2 separate regions of the Ovis aries genome follow, and region 2 is linked to region 1. A link is a contact called in public Hi-C data. All regions are on one chromosome and are shown on one strand. Each heading gives the region's core, a stretch centred on a gene start, on an enhancer-like site or on the middle of the called end of the contact. The rest is flanking DNA. Distances are from core to core; before and after follow the strand shown. Region 1 holds the start of VDR (vitamin D receptor). Region 2 overlaps VDR (vitamin D receptor).

Region 1 (4,269 bases), core at 1,383-3,882:
GGGACACAAATCAGCTTAAGTAAAGGGACCTCTCCTTGAGGAGCAACAGGCTTCAGGAGGGGGTAAGGCACAGGCCCTCCAGTGACAACAAGAGCGTACGCTTAGAGAGCGTTTCCTGCGTTCGAGGTCCAGGCCTAAGTACTTTTACAAATGTGGCTCCCAGCCCTATCAGGGCTTCCCTGGTGGTCCAGTGACTGAGAACCCACCTGCCAATGCTGGGGACATGGGTTCGATTCCTGGTCTTGGAAGAGTCCACATGCCACAAGGCAGCAAAGCCCATGCACCCCAGCTACTGAGCCTGCGAGCAGCAACTACTGAACCCTGCACACCCTAGGGCCCACGAGCCACAGCTGCTGAGCCCGAGGGCCGCAGCCGCTGAGGGCCTGCTCCACAACAAGAGAAGCCACCACAAGGAGAAGCCTGCTCACTGCAGCTAGAGAAAACCCAGGCACAGGTGCCAAGACCCAACACGGCCAAATATTTACATGAAATGTTAAAGTCCTATCAGCCCTGTGCAGAAGGTACTGCTGTTCTCCTCATCTTGTAGAGGAGAAAACCGAGGCACACAGAAGTTAGGAAACTTCCACCCACCATAGCACTATAAAGGCTAGAGCCAGAATCTTGGCCCAGGGAGCCAAGAATCCATGCTCTCAGTGCTGTACTCTGCCACCTCTGTACGTGCAAAGGCAAGGCAAGAACCCCATGAGACAGTATAAACAAGCTAACATGAAGATTCAGAGATGGTCCCCCGCAGAGGGTCAGAATCAAGGAGGGCTTCGTGCAGGAGGTCGCACAAGCACCACTTCTGGAAGGAGAGTGGGGACTTTGGGCCTTTCTCAGTGGCAGGGGCAGAAGGTATAGAGCAGAGAAAGCTGAGGCAAGAGCAGACAGAAACGGGACGCAGGGGACCCAACTCCCAGCATATGACCCCCACCACTCGAGAGGCCACCCCCACTCCTGCCCAGTGCCCAGAGAGAAAGAATGCATAGCTGAACCGAGGCCCGGCCACAGTGACCACGGTCTGGATTCACCCTCCGTCTCTCCAGCATCCCAGGCTGCGTTCTCGCCTCCCTCTGACACCTCCCATCCAATCCTCTCACCCTTCCTGTTTGTACTGGTCCCCTTGCACACCTGTTCACAAGGGTGGGTGAGAGGCCAAAACTACTAAAAATTCTCTATAACACAAATGTTTGGTGGCATTTAATTTAGACCAAAGTCACCAAGCTATCTTGTGCCCATGCAGCCATGTGGCCTCAGGACCCCAAGAGATAGGGTGGCAGGTCCCTGGGCTGGACACCCCTTCTCTCTGCCTTGCCTCCACTTATCTCTGAGGCCTCTTCCAGTCACGGGGTCTGAGCCTCAGTTTTCTCTCTGGATCTGTTTGGTGTGTTGTGTTTCAGGACTGAAGGCCTCGTGAGCACAGAGTACTCATCTCTCTTCTCCATCCCTAAGGCTTGCCATGGAAAGACCAGCTGGGTGGATGCTCAAGGCTAATTCAAAGCTGGCGGCATTGGCCAGTCTCCCGCGCGCCTTCCATGTAAGCTTCTAAGAGCTTGTTGGTACTGAATCACCATCACCGTAATATCTGATAATAGCTGCCGTTTACTGAATGCTTATTGCCTGATGCACAGTAATCTAGAAATGTCTCATGGATTAGCTCATTTCATCATTTAAACAATGCTACATATGGTTGGATGGCATCACTGACTCAGTGGACGTGAGTCTGAGCAAACTCCAGAGGTGGTGAAGGACAGGGAAGCCTGGTGTGCTGCAGTTAGACACGACTTAGTGACTGAACAATATATCAGGAAGCTGAGGCCCAGAAAGGGTTAAAGGCGGTGCCCAAGGTCACACTCAGGTGCAGGGCTTCACAGGGAGGGAGGGAGCACCCGGAGGGCAATGACTGTGTTTTGTTCCTCATTGTCTCTGCCCCAAGTCCCTGCAAGGCTGGCCTTTACTAGCACAGGAGAAGTGCGAAGACAAAGCTGTGAATTCTAAAGAACTGCCTCCTGTCCGGGAATCTGTGAAAACCACCTGCCCCAGGCCCATGCAGTGGAGGGCTCTGAGTCCTTTCTCAGCTCTGGGCCAGCTCGACTCCAGTTGCAAGGACCTACCTGTCCCAAGGTGGGCCTCGCCTGGGTGCACGGAGATCCCAGGATGGGCAGCTGGCTCCTTCTGGTCCCACCAGGCAGGCCAGGCCCGGTCAGTGCCAGGCCTGTTGCTGAGGCACTTCAGCTTTGGGTGGACTCCCCTCCTCGGATCCTGGCTCCTCCTGAATCCTTCTGTGGAAGCTGCTGCTGCTGCTGCTGCTGCTGCCAAATTGCTTCAGTCATGTCCGACTCTGCGCGACCCCATAAACGGCAGCCCACCAGGCTCCCGCGTCCCTGGGATTCTCCAGGCAAGAACGCTGGAGAGGGTTGCCATTTCCTTCTCCAATGCAGGAAAGTGAAAAGTGAAAGTGAAGTCGCTCAGTCGTGTCCGACTCCTAGCGACCCCATGGACTGCAGCCTACCAGGCTCCTCCGTCCATGGGATTTGCCAGGCAAGAGGACTGGAGTAGGGTGCCATTGCTTTCTCCTTCTTCTGTGGAAGCAAACAACCCCAAACCTCTGCCGGTGTTAAGGCTGATCCTCAAGAACCGAGGGCCAGGCTCCTGGGCCTCTTGCGCCCCCTGGTGGAAGGAACAAAGTAGTGCCTATGCCTGCAACTGCTTTGTGAATCCAACCTTCCCTTTTCTCTCCTCGCTCCATCCTCTCTCCTCTCCTCACCTTCATTCACTCACCCTTGACTGCACGTCCACTGGGGGCTGGGCACCTGCCGTGAGATGGGGATGCATACCGTGTCCTGTGACTGTGACACTGTGCTTGTCCTGAGGTGCTCACCTTGTACTCACTTAAGTCGTTCCCTCATCCTACACACAGCTGCGGAGCTTCTACTCTCCGCCAGGCTCTCCTCCAGGCGCCAGAGACGCCACCTCTCCCCACACGGAATTGACAGTCTAACAGGACATTCAGCCTGGTTAACAGAGGGTTATAATGGAGAAAGCGCAGGCGCTAGAGAAGAGACGGATGTGAAGACAGCAGCGCTGACGCCGAGCAGCGTGTGCACGGGGGCGGCAGGAGAAGACCTCAGAGTGACATCTGGGCTGGGCTTGGGTGGCTGTGTGGGATCTCTCCGGGAGTAGGACAAAGGGTGTGGATTGGGTGGGGCAGGGAGGAAAGATTATCCCACACAAAGAGGGCAGAACTAGCGAGCACATAGAGTCCCGGCATGTTTAGGGAGCTACAAATAGCCTGCTGTGGTCAGAGCGTGCGGTTAGAGGGAAGAGGGCAGCAGGAGAATGGAAGGGCCTTGCAAGCTGTGGAAGGGGTTTGGGTCTCTTCCTGCAGCCTGTGAGGAGCCACCGAAGGTTTTAAGAGACAAGATGATACCACCACGTTCGCGTCTTATTTATGGTAATTAATTAATTAGGATGTGCCAGGTCTTAGTTGCGGCAATGTAGGATCTTTGATCTTAGTTGCACCATGTGCGATTTTTAGTTGCAGTATGCGGAGTCTTAGTTGCTACATGTGGAATCCAGTTCCCTGGCTAGGGACTGAACCCACGCCCCTTGCATTGGGAGTATAGAGTCTTAGTCATTGGACCACCAGAGAAGTCCCTGCATTTTATTTAGAAAAGGACCACTAGACCAATGGAATGTGGGCTATAAGAGCAAGCACCAGGGGCTCGTGTACTCCAGCTGGGTGACATGGATTCACTTCTCCAAGCTGCAGACTCCTCATCCATCAAAGGCAGTAATGATGCCCCATCGGCAGAGCTGTTGAGGGGACCAGATGAGACTGTGTGGGTAGCGCCTACCCCCGTGCTGGACACATAATAGACACTCAGTAAACGATCATGTTTTTTGAAGTCAGAAAGCCTCCTAGGCAGGCTATTACAACTGCTTAGGCAACAGATGTGGAGGACTGAATCCAACCACCAACCATAGAGGGATGAGGAGTGAGAAATGGAGCACTTCCTGCCCTATCAGTAAGCAAGGATGTCATAGTCGTCAGCAGTCGCAGCCCTCCAATGTGACTGGCGAGAGCCCTAAGGGCACTCAGGAAGGAGGAGAATCCCTGTGATCCTGCAGACATCAGGACTGCAGACACTCCCTACGGTGAGCCCCAAGGGAGCTCAGGATGTGAAAAAACAGAGGATCCTGGCCCAGGATAGCTGGGATGCATATGAAATGAATTTCAGTGAGCCCAGACTCTTGCATCCTCCCATA
Region 2 (4,476 bases), core at 1,452-3,951, 67 kb before region 1:
AAATACAGCAACGTACAGCTTTCAAACAGGATGTTTTCTGCCACTTTTAGCTCTTTCCCAGACATGCTCAACACCCCCAGCCTTGGTGAAGGCTGAAGGTGGGTTGAGTCTGGTGTCCAGACTCTGGGTCTTAGTGGTGTGATGGGTCACCAAGCTGGGGCTGGTCGAATTTCACCCTTCCTACCTTCACCCACACCCAGCGCTACTTGTCTACCCACCCCCCCAACACATACATGCACACACACGCACACACACACACTCTTTCCCCCTTCGCTGACACCAATAGGAAGTAGCTTGGGAGATAATAGGTACACAGGTGTCTGACTTGAGCCCTGGAAAGGCCTTTAAGGCAAACCCCCCGATGGGGAAGGTTCAGACCCTCAGCTTCTGTTTCTCTGCCTCCTAGTGGTCCGACGAGGCAGGGGCAGGGAGAGCGCAAGGAGCATCCAGACCTGGGCTCAGTCCTAGGACTGCCAGCCCCCTAACCCATGTGCCCCCAAGGAACATGCGAGGAGAGTGTCAGTGGACCCTACTGAGAAAACGTGGACATGGCCGACCCCCTCCCAAGGGCCGTGGGTGGAGGAGGGATACCTGCAGGGCACAGAGATGCTGCCACCGCCCCGGGCTCTCCTCTGCTCCCTCTGCTCGTGTTGCCCAAGGCCCCCAGCCAACAAGGCTCTTCAGGATCCTACCCCAGAGCCTTGGCAATCTCCCAGACTCCTGGCTTGCTCCACAAGAAGTCTGAGGTGAGGGCCAATTGGGTATAGAAAGGACTACTGCCCTCAGCCCTTAAGACACTCAGAAGTCAGATCTGAGATCTAAGTGGCTCGCCATCCCTGAACTTATAGAGAAAGTGTGTGCGTAGCTACCATGTGCCAGACTGCTAAGCTTCCCACCTGGGATCTCATGTAACCTCCTAACCGTCCTGCAAGATGCAGAGGAGTCCCATTTTACAGATGGCAAAACCAAACTCCAGGTAGGGCACTTTGAGACTTGCCCAGGGTCCCACGGCCAGGCCAGCAGTGAAGCCAGGGACCAGGCAAGGATGGGCTGCCTGCAATGGCCAATAAAGGGCGGCCCTCTTCTCCTCGCCACTCTTCCAGCCCAGTGATAACCACTGGCAGGGGCGCTGGTACTCACTCCCACCCTGCTCCAGATTCCTCCTGTGCACTCGCTCATTTAATCCTCACAACAACCTCTAGGCATGGAGAAACTGAGGCACAGAGAAGATGATTATCTCTGGAGCCCAGATTTGAACCGAGGCAGCTGAGCCCCGCATCTCCACTCTGCCACCTTTCCTAAGGGACATAGCTCAGTGGTTTCCTCCCCCTAAGCCCCGGGCTCCCCTCACCTCCACCAAGTCAGGGAGGAACGGACAGGACCATCCCCAGGTCACCACGGAAGAATGTCATGGCTCTTTTCTTCCCAAGGCTCCCAGATCAGCCAGGATCTCTCTTCATCCTGGCAACCCCTTTCATCTAGGAAAAGCCCCATCAAAAGGTGGGGCTTTCCTCCCCAGGCAACTTTGCACCACCGGGTGGTCCTTATAGGAAAGATGGTCCTGTAGGTCCAAGTTGACGGAAAGTAGGGCAAAGACACAGGGTGAAAACAGGACAAGTGGAAAAAAACAACTTAATACTACCCCCTTTGCCACATCATACAACCCCCACCCCAGTTCATGTTCTGAGTATGAGAACATCCCACTGCCTTTGCTGGGACTGTCCCCAAAGCCACCCCCTCCTGCCCCTGCCTTAGAAATACCCATGCCCCTAGCACTGAGCCTCAGAGAAGCAGAGGGGGAGGGGGGAGTGGTTCAGCTCTGCAGAAAGCCCCTGGCTTCCACTCCTCCAGGCTCTGCATCCCACATCAAAACCCCTGCCTGAGTCTGACCCCAGGTCTGACCCTGCCTTAGCAAGAAATGAGGAGATAACATGTTTCCTTCCAGTCATCGAAGCCACAACCACCGCCTCTCCCACACGTCTGCCTGGTAGCTTACACAGCAGGCACCCCATCTTCCAGCGGCTTCTGCTGAATGGATGCCCCCAGGCAGAGTTTCGCTTAGGACGTCTCCTGGGGTTGGCGCTGCAGGGTGTCTGCAGCAGAGCCCTCAGAAGGCAAGGATCAAATTGCTGCTGGGCCAGGTTTAACTCTGCTGCAGTCACTGGACCTCCCTGGACTCCTGAGGGCAGCAAAGCTGTGACTCTGGGAGGACCAAGCAGTGGACAGAGGTCTGGCCTCTAAGGTCTTTTCCAGGTCTGAAAGTGTGCAACTCCCAGGCCAAATTCCCACCATGATGAGGCCTTAAGATCAGTCAGGAATGAAATTCCCTCACTGAGTTCTCTCCCCGACCCTCCCAGGAACACGTGAGGCCCCTTCACCCTCAGATGCTAAAGCCCAGGAAGAACAGGAGGGATGTGGCCCCTTGCAAGGGTCCTGTGGGGGCTGGGAGCCCAAGAGCGGGCTCCCCGCTTAGCTGCGCCGGGAATGGGCTGATCAGAATGGGCTTTCTAACTGTGAACATTAGCTCAAAGCTCCCTCTCCTTCTGGAAAGAAATGGAAAGCTATGTGATTTCCCAGCAGAGGGGGAGAAAATTCCTCCTCTTCTTAAAATTGGCACACATGGAGTCAGCCACACATCGGGCTGTCTCTGGAGGGGGTGAGTCTGTGCACACGCCAGCCGCAATTGCACATGGGCTTACGCGTGCACGCCCTTTTCTGGTTGCTTTCGTTTCATCATCCTCGCAGCTCTGCCCATGGAGCGCTGAACACTGTATGACCGACCCAGCTTTTTACTTGTCATCTCTTTATTCCAGTATGATTTAGGCTCAGCTTAGTCTCATGGCCAGTTGGGGTCATGCCCTTTCTTCCTTCTCTCCCATCCCCAACATATACCCACATTGTTTTTCCAGAACAATCTCAGCATTGCCTTCCAGAAGAAGCTGAAAGGAACAGAGTGGACACGAGAGCAAGGGGAGAGGAAAGTACACTGCAGAGTTAGAACTCGGCCTAACGCTTTCTTCCCCCACCATCTCCTCAGTTCCTACACACACACACACACACACACACACACACACACACACACACACGGTGAGAGCGTTTGGAAATTATTTTCTGCAGACTACAATGTCCAAAGTAAAACCCAATGGATACCAGTCATCTCAGAATATCTCAAGATTGAAAGGAAACTGAACATCACCTAGTCCAACCATTTTAAATCCCTTCTACAATATTCTAGCCTGTATTTAAATATCTTTTCTGTTGGAGAACTATCTCCCAGGCCAACCCATTCTCTTTGGATGGCTCTACGCTTAGAAAGTTTTTCATTATGCACAGATGAAAAAGCCCCAGTAGTTTTCAACTACTGGACCTAGACCAGCTCTTCACAGCCATCTAAGATGAATCTATCAGGCCATTCCCACACGGCACCTTGAGGAGGGGTCGACAAGGCCACCATATGATGCCAGCACACACAGTAGGAAAAGTAACCCATTCCTCACCTGCTGGAAAATTGTCATAAAAAATAGAAAAATTCTGCAACGTTTATGATGCAAGTGAGGTTTCAGGGGAGAAGCAGAGGAAGCTAGCCTGGCTACATTTCGTTTGATTTAGGCTTCATACACATCCCAGGTATGGTCATGATTCCCACCAAGGCAGTGAGTAAGGTGGTCAATGTCTGCCTCCTTGGCCTTCACTTGGAAAGAAGCTTCCAGCCTAAGAAAAGGGCCTACAGAAGAGTGTGAGTAGCTATATAACCTCTTCCAAGATTTTTTGCCACCTCCGTCTCAGGCTTAGCTATTTCCAGGGGAGGCTGACCCCCAGCACTGTGGCTCTAGGAACAAGGCTGAGGCGGATCAAATTGTTGAATGGCTGACTGAAGCATGGTAAATTAAGTGGCTGATGACCCAGCAGTTTCAGGAATAACTTTTCTTCTGAAAATGCTTCTTAATTAACTTTTTGGGGACTATACCTCACTCTCGAGAACCTGATAAGGGTCATGGGCTGACTGACCCCTACAGTGTCAAGAGGTGGCGGGTCACTGCACAGAAACCGTGCCACAGGCTCCCACTCTACTGGACATTCACCAAGACTGTTTCTCGGCAGACTGTCCTGTCATTCTTGGGAGAACTGGCAGCTTCCTGGAGCTGAGCAGAACCCAGAGGCAGGAATCCACGAGGTTCTAGGCAGTGGAACAGGAGATTCATAGTTTGCTTAGATATGTTTCCACTTCTTATCAACAATTATTCCTGCAAGCTGCTTTTTTTCCAGTGGAAACTCAGTCCTCAGCTTTGTCAACAAGATCTCTGGGTTGATTACTGCTCTCCAGGTAACTACCGGAAAGTGTGGGCAGTGACGGTGACTAGTGAAGGGAACCAGTCCGTGCGTAGCTGCAGCCCAGAGTCTGGTTTCCTAGCAGAAGAAAACTGAGACCGCCACAGGGGAAGCGAGTGGTCTTCCTCGCTTTTCTTCTGGGATCAA

What was found. A called contact is a pair of places that touch in the nucleus more often than the background predicts.
Region 2: a contact with region 1 is called in a Hi-C map of tail adipose tissue, with 4 times the contacts expected there. The contact joins the enhancer-like site here to the promoter of VDR in region 1. A contact is called at or near these places in 7 of 16 Hi-C or Micro-C datasets (blood, hypothalamus, liver and 3 more).

The regions. Positions count from the first base shown.
Region 1 is chr3:138,634,447-138,638,715 of ARS-UI_Ramb_v3.0, reverse strand. VDR (vitamin D receptor) reads right to left here and starts at 2,632. Exons shown (of 10, transcript XM_060412687.1): 1 at 2,115-2,632.
Region 2 is chr3:138,701,591-138,706,066 of ARS-UI_Ramb_v3.0, reverse strand. All of the region lies in intron 1 of VDR (vitamin D receptor), which reads right to left. Among named protein-coding and RNA genes, the nearest start is that of HDAC7, 59 kb to the left of the region's middle. Within about 2 kb of position 2,701, at least 3 of the 54 cell types and tissues checked have an H3K27ac peak or open chromatin away from gene starts, as enhancers often do.